Linked DNA regions of Ovis aries: region 2 is linked to region 1. Evidence: chromatin contacts called from public Hi-C data. All regions are on one chromosome and are shown on one strand. Each heading gives the region's core, a stretch centred on a gene start, on an enhancer-like site or on the middle of the called end of the contact. The rest is flanking DNA. Distances are from core to core; before and after follow the strand shown. Region 1 holds the start of IL18R1 (interleukin 18 receptor 1). Region 2 has its middle 34 kb from the start of IL1RL2.

What was found. Hi-C and Micro-C count contacts between places; a contact is called where the count stands out from the background.
Region 2: a contact with region 1 is called in a Hi-C map of tail adipose tissue, with 5 times the contacts expected there. The contact joins the enhancer-like site here to the promoter of IL18R1 in region 1. A contact is called at or near these places in 2 of 16 Hi-C or Micro-C datasets (both in tail adipose tissue).

The regions. Positions count from the first base shown.
Region 1 is chr3:99,344,220-99,350,458 of ARS-UI_Ramb_v3.0, reverse strand. It overlaps IL18R1 (interleukin 18 receptor 1), which reads left to right and starts at 2,503. Exons shown (of 11, transcript XM_012173705.4): 1 at 2,503-2,964.
Region 2 is chr3:99,444,909-99,451,147 of ARS-UI_Ramb_v3.0, reverse strand. No RefSeq gene overlaps it. Among named protein-coding and RNA genes, the nearest start is that of IL1RL2, 34 kb to the left of the region's middle. Within about 2 kb of position 2,472, at least 18 of the 54 cell types and tissues checked have an H3K27ac peak or open chromatin away from gene starts, as enhancers often do. A contact at or near this core is called in tail adipose tissue, where this site is marked.

The sequences.
Region 1 (6,239 bases), core at 1,254-3,753:
AGTAGATATCTTGCGTATCTTTGAAAAATAATATCCTTTGGTATTTGATTTTTTTGCTTTGGTAAGTGGTATCTTTCTAGCAAAGTTCATTTTCCAAATTTCCATTTTTAGTATATAGGATTGCAATCTGTTGCACTAATGGTCTGGTAGCAAGTGATGAGAATGAAGACAGAACACGAAATCTGGTGCAATGGGTCAGTGGATCTGCAGCCTCTATTGGACTGAGGTTAAGAGTCCACTCTGAGTCCAGCTTTTATTCCTAATTGCAGACTACAAGATTTTCTCAGATCTTATCTTTCTCAAGACACATGCTGTATTAATAATGTACTCCTAAATGTTATGCACCACACTGACAAAGCCCAGATCTCCTTGTGTTTACCCCAGGCCTTTCCCTTTTGAGCTAGTCTTGGGAGCAATTAGCAAGTGCGTAGGCAGTGTTAGTGCCTGACATTGACTAGCATTCCAAAATCCATGCTTTTACAATCCCAGTCATACTCCCTCTGGGTCTGGCCTTGGGGCTTGTAACAAGGAGATTATTCTTAAGGAAAACATGAAAGATAATCATTAACATAGTTTCTTAATATACGCTATTTTTCCAGGTGCTATTTCTGTGAAATTTCTCAAAGCTGTGAAAGTACATTATTAGAAATTCCCACTACACAATCGATTTCTATATATTCACCTTGTATTTTACGATCTTGATAAATTCATTAATTTTTTTCCAACAGGCTTTTCTTATAGATTTCAAAGGGTGATCAACATAAAATTATGCCCTCTGCTAAAACCAGTAGTTTTATTGCTTCCTTTCCAATCTGTATGCCTTTTATTTTTATTTCTTTACTAATTACAAAATGATTGTCTTAGGTGAGAGCTGACATCTTTATCTTATTCCCCATCTTAGGAAAGTGCCAAGTGTTTCACTATTAGTTTTGTAGTTACACATAGCTTTCTTATAGGTATTCTTCATCAGAGTAAGAATGGTCCCTTCTGTTCCCAATTTTCCTAGTGTTATTAATCAAGAAACAGTATTGAATATCGCCAGTTGCTTTTTGGTTGCATTTTTGAGAAATCCTATGGTTTTTCTCTTTTATTAGATGAATGACTTTGATTGGATAAAAAGAATGAAAATCACTCTCTTTAAACTGTTTACCTGTCTGCCATGGGTTTCATTTCTCATTTTTGTTCGAAAGATATAATCACAGGCCAGTCTAAAAATACATCCTGAGTTCCATCTGCTGATTTTTTTAAAAAATGCCACAATGCGGGAGTTGAGAGTTCAAGTTGTGTTGGGGGCAAATGAGGACTGGACTCCGGAGATAGCATTTCAGATAGTTCTGAGAAACTGCTGTGAGGAAGTGAGGGGAGGAGCTACGATATTTAGGAGTTTTGCAACCAAGGAGGGGTAGTTGGGAACATCAAATGATTACTGTTAATTAAAGAAACCAGATGCTTCAGGTTAAGGAATTTAGCTCTTTTCTATGTGTGGGAAGATGCAAGAGTCTGGGCTCACTGAAATCATTCCTTTGATGTGCATCTCATCTGTCTGGGGGTCATATCCTGTGTGTGCACGTCCTGAAGTGCCTCAAGGTTCACCTTAGGGAGCGGCTACATACTGCTGACACCTGCTGCTGCTGCCAAGTCGCTTCCGTCCTGTCCGACTCTGTGCAACCCCATTGACGGCAGCCCACCAGGCTCCCCCATCCCTGGGATTCTCTAGGCAAGAACACTGGAGTGGGTTGCCATTTCTTTTTCCAATGCATGAAAGTGAAAAGTGAAAGTGAAGTCGCTCAGTCGTGTCTGACTTAGGGACCCCATGGACTGCAGCCCACCAGGCTCCTCCGAATGGCACTCATTTCCTTTCAGAGTGACCTTAGGGCTCACATTGGAGGGCTGAAATAGCGGATGTCTGTGACATCCTTATTTACTGATATGGCAGGAAATGTTCCATTTCTCACACCACACCATAAAAACTTAAACACACCTTCTCCTTTAGCCTCCTTTTCTTCTAACTCTTTTAAAAATTTCAATTTAACACCTCTGTGCTTCTCTTTTACTTCCCAAGAGGGAACGCCCATCCATCAGGCTTAGCAAAAAGCCTTAGGACCCAGCCAGGACCCCAGAGCTTGAAACACCAAGTCCTCCGCACCTTTGGTTAGCCTCGGGGAAGCCGGGCCCTCAGGGTTAGAACTGCTCTTCTACCTCCATGGGGTCGCCTGCCGGCCCAGCCCCTTCCCCTAAAGCGCAAATGCTCTCAGTCCAAAGACAGACTCCGGGGCTCTGATGCCAGCTGCCCGCTGCGCCCAGGGTGCGTAGGAGCTGCCCCGGCGCGCCCCCTCCTGGCCCCGGGGGCCGCTCGCCAGCTTCGGGGACCTAGGCGCGCCGCCCCTCGCCGCAGCCTCCTCGGCCCCCTCGGCTCCCGGCTCCAGCGAGCCGCTCCCCGGAACCCAAGGGCGGGGCGCCCAGCGACTGGAGCCTGTACCCCGAGCGCGGCGAGGAGCGCGCACTCCGCTCCCGGTGCGCCGCGGACCCGGACACCCAGGACCCAGAACGCGCAGAACCTGGAACACCCGGGACTCTAAGCGCCCCCATCCGAGAAGCATCCCCAAACTGGGAGAACCCCGGACCCGGAGGGCCCCCACGGAGAAGCCAGACTCGAAGAATCGTGACCAGAGCAAACCCGGACGGGGAGCGTCCCAGACCCAGGACACGTCCCCCGGCCGCGGAACAGGAGCAGCGAGCACCCCACTCGCAGCTGAGTTCTGCCAGACTCTCTCTGTCTTCATACTTTCCGTTCCTTTTTCTTTTTCTTTTTCTTTTCTTTTTCAGCCTTCTCTTTAATTGCACTTGCGGCTCCTTTCTTCTTTCACGGTGGGAGAAAGGCAGCAAGTATTGTTTCTCGCCTGCCTCCGCCATCTGAACGGTGTGGAGGAAGCCCCCGCCCTAGCCTCGGGACCCCTTCTGACGGTAAGAAAGACCTGTCTTAATCACCTTCACCTTCTTCCACTTTTCCTCTGCTGCCAAGGGGGCGGCCAGCCTCTGGGGCAGCGTTTCTGAAAGATCAGTTAAATATGACGATGTATGAAAGTGTTAGTCGCTCAGTCGTGTCTGACTGTTTGCGACCCTACTGTAGCCCCGCCAGGCTTTTCTGTCCGTGGAATTCTCCAGGCAAGAACAGATAGAACGGAGTCGCCTGTGTGTCTCCTGCATTGCAGGTGGATTCTTTACCGCTGAGCCACCAGAGAACCCCATTATATATGTTATGCATATAATTTTAAATATTAAGCACATGTGCATACTTGCATGAATAATTGGTGATTCACCATCAACTTTCCCTGATAGTATAATTTTAGAGTCTAAAACCGTCCCAATTTTTTTTTTCTAGGAAGGTGAGAATAGGGAAAGGAAGTGAGAGTTTTCATTTATCAAGCAGTTACTTGTGTCTGACACTGTGCAGAAAACGTTTAGATGCCTCGTTTTCGATTCAGCCTCCTACAGGCCAAATGAAGTATGCCTCCTATTCTTTTTTGGGGGCGGGGTGGGTGTAATTGCTTTACGAGGTTGTGTTGGTTTTGCTGTACAATAAAGTGAGTCGGCTGTACGTATACATATACCCCCTCCCTCCTGAGCCTCTCTGCCCCTTCCCCCTCTCGGTCATCACAGACCACTGAGCTGAGCTCCCTGTACTGTGCAGCAGGCTCCCACTAGTTACCTATTTAATACATGATAGTGTGTATATGTCAACCCTAATCTCAATTCGTCCCATCCTCCCTTCCCTCCCTCTGTGTCCACATGCCAGTTCTCTGTGTCTTTGTCTGTAGTCCTGCCTCGGAAACAGGTTCATCAGAACCGTTTTTCAAGATTCCACATATATACGTTAATATATGATACTTGCTTTTCTCTTCCTGACTTACTTCATTCTATATGACAGACTCTAGGCCCATCCACGTCTTGATAAATGACCCTATTGCATTCCTTTTAGTGGCTGAGTACTATTCCATGTAACCCACTCCAGTACTCTTGCTTGGAAAATCCCATGGACGGAGGAGGCTGGTAGGCTACAGCCCATGGGGTTGCAAGTAGTCGGACACGACCAAGTGACTCCACTTTGCTTCAGTATTCTGTGTAGCACCACATCTTTATCCATTCATCCGTCACTGGACGGGTTTAGGTTGTTTCCACATCCTGGCTATTGTCAACAGTGGTGAAGCATGCTTCTTAAAAGGAGGGGGCCCTAGGTTCGGTAGTTTACCCAAGGGCATCCAGCTACTAAGTAACAGATTCCCAGATTCACTCCTACATTTTCCTAATTTCAAAACCTTTGCCTTGATCTGAGGTGCCTCCCAGGGTTTTAGAGCCCCAGCGGCTGTACAGTTCAGTTCAGTCACTCAGTTGTGTCTGACTCTTTGCGACCCCATGAATTGCAGCATGCCAGGCCTCCCTGTCCATCACCAACTCCCGGAGTTCACTCAGACTCACGTCCATTGAGTCAGTGATGCCATCCAGCCATCTCATCCTCTGTCGTCCCCTTTTCCTCCTGCCCCCAATCCCTCCCAGCATCAAAGTCTTTTCCAATCAGTCAGCTCTTCGCATGAGGTGGCCAAAGTACTGGAGTTTCAGCTTTAGCATCATTCCTTCCAAAGAAATCCCAGGGTTGATCTCCTTCAGAATGGACTGGTTGGATCTCCTTGCAGTCCAAGGGACTCTCAAGAGTCTTCTCCAACACCACAGTTCAAAAGCATCAATTCTTCGGTGCTCAGCCTTCTTCACAGTCCAACTCTCACATCCATACATGACCACTGGAAAAACCATAGCCTTGACTAGACAGACCTTAGTCGGCAAAGTAATATCTCTGCTTTTGAATATGCTATCTAGGTTGGTCATAACTTTTCTTCCAAGGAATAAGTGTCTATATAGCAGTTGGCAAATAGATGCCTGGGCTGTTCTTCAGATGCAGGTACCTGGGCTCAGTGTATTATTGATACATCACACCCATTTGGTGCTGCTGTCCTGGGATCTGGAACCCGATTTTCCAATGCCTTGGATGGGCTGGAAGGGAGCACTGGTTTGATCCCTGGCCAGGGAACTATTGATAAGATCCCATGTGCCACATAGCTCAACCCAAAAAAAAAAAAAAATTACAAAGCAAAAGAATGATAGATTTGAATGCATACATATAAAATTGTCCATACGTTAAGACATCAAAACAGGGATTGAAAGGGAAAGCTATGCAACAAATTGAAAATTTGCAACAAATTTCTTAAAAATTTAAGAACTGGATAAAAGAAGCATGAAGACATGGATATAAAATAGCTGAAAATACATGATTGGTATTTTGCCTCATTTATATCAATAGAAATGCAGGATAATAAGTCATGAGATACTATTTTACCAATTTAAATTTCCAATCAGATTTAAAGAAGGGGAGAACTCAATGCTAATGTGGGTATAGTAGAGGAATATTGTTTTGTGCTGATGTGTTAGCCTCTCAGTCATGTCTGACTCATTTGTGACCCCGTGGACTGTAGCCCACCAGGCTCATCTGTTTTTCCAGGCAAGAATACTGGAGTGGGTTGCCATTCCCTTCTCCAAGGGATCTTTCTGACCAAGGGTCTCCTGCATTGCAGGCAGATTCTTTACCACCTGAGCCACCAGGGAGGCTCAGGTCTTGTGCTGGTGAGGGGTATGAATTACTACATTTCTGGGTACAGTTGGTGGTATGCATTTATCATGTTTAGAATATAGTCTTTGACTCATAGCTGTATTGCCATATAGTAGCACCAAGGAAAAAATAAGAAATATAGAAAAATATTTGATTGGCCAAGAAGTTCCTTCTGGTTTTTCCATACACTGTTACAGGAAACCCTGAATGAACTTTTTGGCCAACCTGTAATAATAGCTCAGTGGTATTTATCACTCACCAGACACTTTGCAGCGGTAGCTCGTGGAACCTTCACAACATTTCTGGGAGGTAGTATTGTTATTCCCTTTCATGGATAAAGTGATTGAGGAACAGAGATGGTAAGCGACCAGCCCAGTGTTATTCAGCTGCTAAAGGGTAGAAAGAGTTATCTATTTTATACATGGTATCAGTAGTGTATATGGGTCAATCCCAATCTCCTCATTCATCCCACACACTGCTTTTTCCCGTTGGTATCCATATGTTTGTTCTCCACGTCTGTCTCTTTCTGCTTTGTAAATAAGATCATCCGTACCAGTTTTTTTCAGGATCCACGTATATG
Region 2 (6,239 bases), core at 1,223-3,722, 100 kb before region 1:
GGAAAACTTTAGTCAAAGAATAAGTTTAATCAGAGAAATGAGAAACGCAGAAACAAAGGGAAACAGTCAGAGGAGAGTGAATAATGAGGCAGTCATTAAGCACAGTCAAGGACCTTTAGTTTCTTGTCAAGGGCTATGGATAATATTCTCGGCTGTATCCTGTGAGCTGTCTTATAGATACTAAAACACCAGATGGGAGAAGTTAACTACATGAAGAAAAGATTGTACAGAGGACATAAGCTGCCACAAATCCAAGAACTGGCCTCAGAGAAATGGGAACAAATGGACCCTGGAACTGAAGATTAACTTCACCTAAAACAGTCAAGAAGACACTGGTGAGGCCACCAGTGACAATCTGAAGATGAGTGTCAAGCTGACTCTGCTGTTCTGCATGTATCCCCAACCCCAGCCTATAAAAGTTCTGCGGGGGGAGTTGGCTTTCAGACAGATGTCTGCCCTTAGCCCCAAGTTGCTGGCATCTGAAATAAAGCAAACTTTCCTTTCCACCAACTTGGCCTGTTTATTGGCTTTTGGGCATCGAGCAGTCAGACCCACACCACGCCTTTCAGGAACAGTCTGACAAAACACAAAAATTAGCTTTTTGCTTCTCTGGCAGGATATAAACAAGCTGCTTTAATATGGCACATGGTTGTTTAGTTTTCCCACCTTTCTCGACTGCTTTGGGAAGGTTTGCATTTTAAGCTGTCTTGATCAGAGGCTGTCTTATTAACAACAACTGCCATGCCCCACCTCTGACACTCTGATCTGACTGTTCCGAGGAGCACAGCAGATGTTGGTCTGCAAGGACCTCAGGACTTTACTGAAGGAGAAGGGTGAGCAGGAGAATGGAATCCACAGGGAGACTCATCAGAGGACTGGCCCTCAGGTGGTTTTCTTGTCTTTACCAGGAGGCTGCCCAGCCCCCACCTCCCAGCCCCTGGGAAGAGCAGAAAGCGCATCTTTTCTGAATGCAGGTGCAGAATGGGGCCGTGGGGAACAGGGCTGCACTCGCGTCAGCTGAAACGGTGGCACTAAAATGTTTCAAGGGGCGTCTCCTGCTGTGGTTTGCTCTGTCTCCTCTTCCCTGCCTGCCTCCAGTTTCCTGATGCAGGAGGTGCTGGGGTGGCATTCTTAGACCCACCTGAGCTCTGCCACAGAGGAGAGCTGGATGGGGTGAGAGCCAGCGGTCCCAGTGGACTCAAAGCCTGTGCCTGAAGACTGTGTACCCCTGACCTCCTCTGTCCACAATGAAATACTGTGTTGTTCAGTCACTCAGTTGTGCCTGACTCTGTGACCTCACGGACTGCAGCACACCAGGCTTCCCTGTCCGTCACTATCTCCCAGAGCTTGCTCAATCTCATGACCATTGATTCAGTGATACCATCCAACCATCTCATCCTCTCTCATCCCCTACCTGCCCTCAATCTTTCCCAGCATCAGGGTCTTTTCCAGTGAGTTAGCTCTTTGTATCAGGTGGCCAAAGTACTGAAGCTTCAGCATCAGTCCTTCCAATGAATATTCAGGGTTGGTTTCCTTTAGGATTGACTGATTTGATCTTGCTGTCCAAGGGACTCTCAAGAGTCTTCTCCAGTATCGCAGTTCTAAAGCATCAATTCTTCGGTGCTCAGCCTTCCTTATAATCTAACTCACATCCATACATGACTACTGGAAACACCACAGCTTTGACTATACGGACCTTTGTTGGCAAAGTCACACCTCTGCTTTCTAATACATTGTCAAGGTTTACTATAGCTTTTCTTCCAAGGAGCGAGTGACGTTTAATTTCATGGCTGCAGTCACCATCCACAAGGCTTTTCTGGTGGCTCAGACAGTGAAGAATTTGCCTGCCAATGCAGGAGGTGCGAGTTTGTTCCCTGGGTCAGGGCATGGCAACCCACTGCAGTATTCTTGCCTGGGGAAGCCTATGGACAGAGGAGCCTGGCAAGGCTACCGTTCATGGGGCCACAAAGAGTCAGACCTGACTGAGCAGCTAACACTTTCACTTTTCAACCATTGTCCGCAGAGATTCTGGGGACTAAAAAAAGTAAAATCTGTCCCTGTTTCCACCTTTCCCCCCTATTTGCCATGAAGTTATGGGACTGGATGCCATGATCTTCAGTTTTTGACTGTTGAGTTTTAAGCCAGCCTTTTCACGCTCCCCTTTCACCCCCATCAACAGGCTGTATCAAGTGGTGAGTCTGGCTCCTCTTGGGTTGCATAACTTCTGGGTCAAAGTGCTTTGTTCTTCTGTGACCGCAGGGCGGCGGAAGTCTTCCCTGTAGCCAAGTCTTGAGCCAACAGGACTTCCTGCCTGTGTAACAGGATGACATCAAGAGGGAAAGAAAGTAGCCCCGTGGGTGAAGGATCTTGTGAAAGAGAAAAGCATTTCCTCTCTTGAGACAGGGGGAACCGAGGTTAACGCCCCAGCTTGGAGCCATCAAAGATCTCCCCGCGGCGCTACTGCGCCCTCTGCTGGCGAATCCGAGTGAACGCGCCCCTTGTTTGGGAGCCTGCAGCATCCCGGACTGAGAACGCAGCATCCTTACCCTCGCAGGTGCCCGCGCAGCCTGTCGGGGTCTCCACCTTAAGGCCATTTTGTCTCCTCCTTCTTAGGCTGTGGGAAAGGTTGAGAGAGGGCCATTTTCTAAGCCTGCCACTGAGTTTCTAACCCTCGGGCTTTCAAGCCTGCAGCCCTCTGTCCACGAGTTGTGATGGGGACCAGGAGGCTGCGCTTTCATGCCCACAAGGCAGGGGTCTGAGGTGGTGATTCCTGAAAGATTGCCCCGCCGCATACTGCCTGGGTTCCAACCACACTCCGCACCTACTGAGTTCATCTGCTAAATCTGACTTCTTAGTCCCTCAAGGCAGTATTCTGCTTTAGTTTCTTCCTCTGTAAAAAAAAACAAAAACAAAAAAAAACCAAGTATCAATATTGCAGGACAATCAGCCAGTAAAACTGGTGCCTAGTGAGACCTCAGTGAGCGCTGGCTTTTATCATTCTTACATTGTTGCAGTAATTCATGGGCTTCCCTGGTAGCTCAGCTGGCAATGCATAAGGCGCAGGTTCCATCTCTGGGTCAGAGAGATCCCCTGGAGAGGGCATGGCACCCCACTCCAGTGTTCTTGCCTGGGAAATCCCGTGGACAGAGGAGCCTGGTGGGCTACAGTCTACGGGGTCACAAGAGAGTCGGACACGACTCAGTGACTGAACAACACCAGTGATACTTCATATTATTTTTACTGTGATGTCATTTTTACTATAACTGTTATTTCACAGTTATTAATTTTGTTGCCACACTAATGATAACAGCGATAAGTAACATTTACGGAGCGCTCACAACATTTCAGACATTTTTCTACATGCTCTGTACATAATGGCTCATCATCAGCGCTGCGAGGAGGCACCCTAAGGATTTCCACTTTGCAAGTGAGGAAGGAGCCTTGGTCTGGTGTTAGAGGGGCTTGGGAGGCAGAGAACCTGGGTTCCGGGTGGCTAGTCTCGCTGTTCCATTAGCCCAGTGAGCCATCTCTAGAATCCAGGTAACAGTAATACTTTCTTGATAGAGAGTAGTAAATATTAAGTGCAATATGTGGAAAGGGCTGGAAGTCCTACACACAACTGCTAATCAGTATTACTGTGAATATAGTTTACCCAAGACTAATGTATATAACTGAGTTCAGAGTAGTTCCACCTTATGAAAAACCTGATTTTACATATATAAAAAATAAGCTCATGAATTCAGAGAGTGATTATAACGGGTTGGCCAAGACATTTGTTCGATGTTTTACATAACATCTTACAGGGAAAAACATGAGTGAGCTTTTGACCAACCCAATATTTTTGCTTTTTTAGTGAAAATAGATTATGGGGCTCATTTAGTGAGTGACTCTCAAAGTTTATATGAACCAAATAAAAAAATGTAAAAACATAAAACACTGAAAAAATATAGATATATATTATATTGGATCCAAATAAAGGAAAGGAAGGACGTATTTTCCCCCATAATTGTAAGTAAAATAGAAAAGCATAGAATAAACTGAAAAAAATGTGAGCAAGAATAAGAAAGATAAGGATTGCTATTCTTAATGCCCACTAGAAAAAGGGCCAGAAGATATGAATAGGAAATTCATAAAATAAGGGCAAATGCCTAGAAGAGAAAGTGGGGAACATGGCAAGTCACCTGTCGCTACAAGTTCAGGACGCTTACAATGTGCCAGACTCCTACACTAACCTCTTCAATATAATCTCTCATTTACTACTGTCAGTGACCTTATATTTTCTCCACATTAAAAATGAAGAAGTTAAGGATATAAGAGGTCACCCAGGAGTAAGCAGTTGCAAGAAATGGGCCTAGGGAAATGCATCACTAAGTGTTTAATGATACTGTAGCTTTGCCCTTAAGTGTCTTGATGTGATAATAATAGTATCGTTATGTTTCCAAAAGAGTCCTTGCATTTTGGATGGGATATAACGAAGCATTTATGGATGAAATACTAGGATGTCAGAGATTAGCCTCAAAATAATTCAGCATAGAGAGAGGAGGAACCCTTTAGAGAATGGGTGAAAAAAGATGACTGTGAACGATGTTCATCGGGGCCCATGGTATTATTCTCTCTATTTTTGTATATATGTGAACTTTTCTCCAAAATAAGTTTGAACATTCCAGTAGGTTAAAAGGAGATTTTAAAAAAAACAACTATCTCTCAGACACTTGAGCAAATTTGCCTATGAAAAAAGAAAAAGATTTGTTTTTCTAGCTAAGGGAAAAGGCGTGTGGTTTTCTTTTATTTTCAAAAATATAAAGAGCTTTTCCTTTTCCTGATTATTTGCCCATTGGAAACATTTGTAAAAACATGAAAGTATTAAAAATGTTTACTAATATTTTTGTGTATATATGAATATTTACATAGATCTGATCTCACAATCTGTACCTAATTGTTCCCCAATAACAGACTAATATATCAGCATGCCAGCATATCATGGACATAATTACAATCCAATAAGATAGAACTACATGGTTTTTGTTGAGATATAATTGACATATAACTATACTAGTTTCAGGTTACGACATAATGATTTGATATTTGTATTATTGTGACACGGTCCCCACAATAAGTCTGGTTAACATCCCTCATCACACATAGTTGCCATTTTTCTTTCTGTAATGAGAATTTTCAAGATCTCCTTTCTTGGGACCTTTCAAACATACAACACAGGATTATTAACTATATTCCCCACCTACCAGTTTCAATGGTTGCCTAGCATCCTACAGGAATGCCCTCATTGCTCAAAGAGTAAAGAATCTACCTGCACTTCAGGAGACCTGGGTTTGATCCGTGGTCAGGAAGATCCCCTGGAGAAGGAAATGGCAACCCACTCCAGTATTCTTGCCTGGGAACACCATGGACAGAGGAGCCTGGAGGGCCACAGTCCAGGGGGTCGCAAACAGTCGGACACAACTGAGCAACTAATACTAGCATCCCATTGGATGGAAGTATTATAATTTTTAAACTAATCCTTGATTTAAGGATCTTTCGGGACTTCCCTGGTGGTCCTGTGGTTAAGACTTCACCTCCCAGCACAGGGGATTCGATTCCTGGTCGGGGAGCTAAGATTCTACATGTCTCATGGCTAAAAATCCAAAACATAAAACCAAAGCAATATTGTAATGCATTCAATAAAGACTTTTAAAAATGGTCCATAAAAAAATCTTTAAAAAAATTTTATAAAAAAAGGGTCTTTAGGTTTTTTCCAATTTGTTGCTTTTGCAAATGTGGTGCATTCATCTGGTGATTTGCCTTGGATAGGTGACTGGAAATAGAATTTCCAAGTTAAGACATCTGAAACACCCTTCCAAATTCCCCTTCAGAAAGCTTGTGGTTGTGACTCATACCATACTGGTTGAAGATACCAGAGAGTGAAATCTTTATTCATAGATGAAGAATTTCAGGCTCATGTTTGAATTGTTATTTTGGTCATAACAATGGAAAAATTCTTGTTTATACATTTGTGTATGCTTCAAAAGAGATGATCAACAAGATGGGGTGGGATATTTGGGGCTTGAAGGGCCAGGTTACACACTTCTCGGGGCGGGGGAAGTGTGTAACCTGTGTAAAGGAGTTCAGTTCAGTCGCTCAGTCGTGTCTGACTCTTTGCGACCCCATGAATCGCAGCACGCCAGGCCTCCCTGTCCATCACCAACTCCCAGAGTTCACTCAGACTCACGTCCATCGAGTCG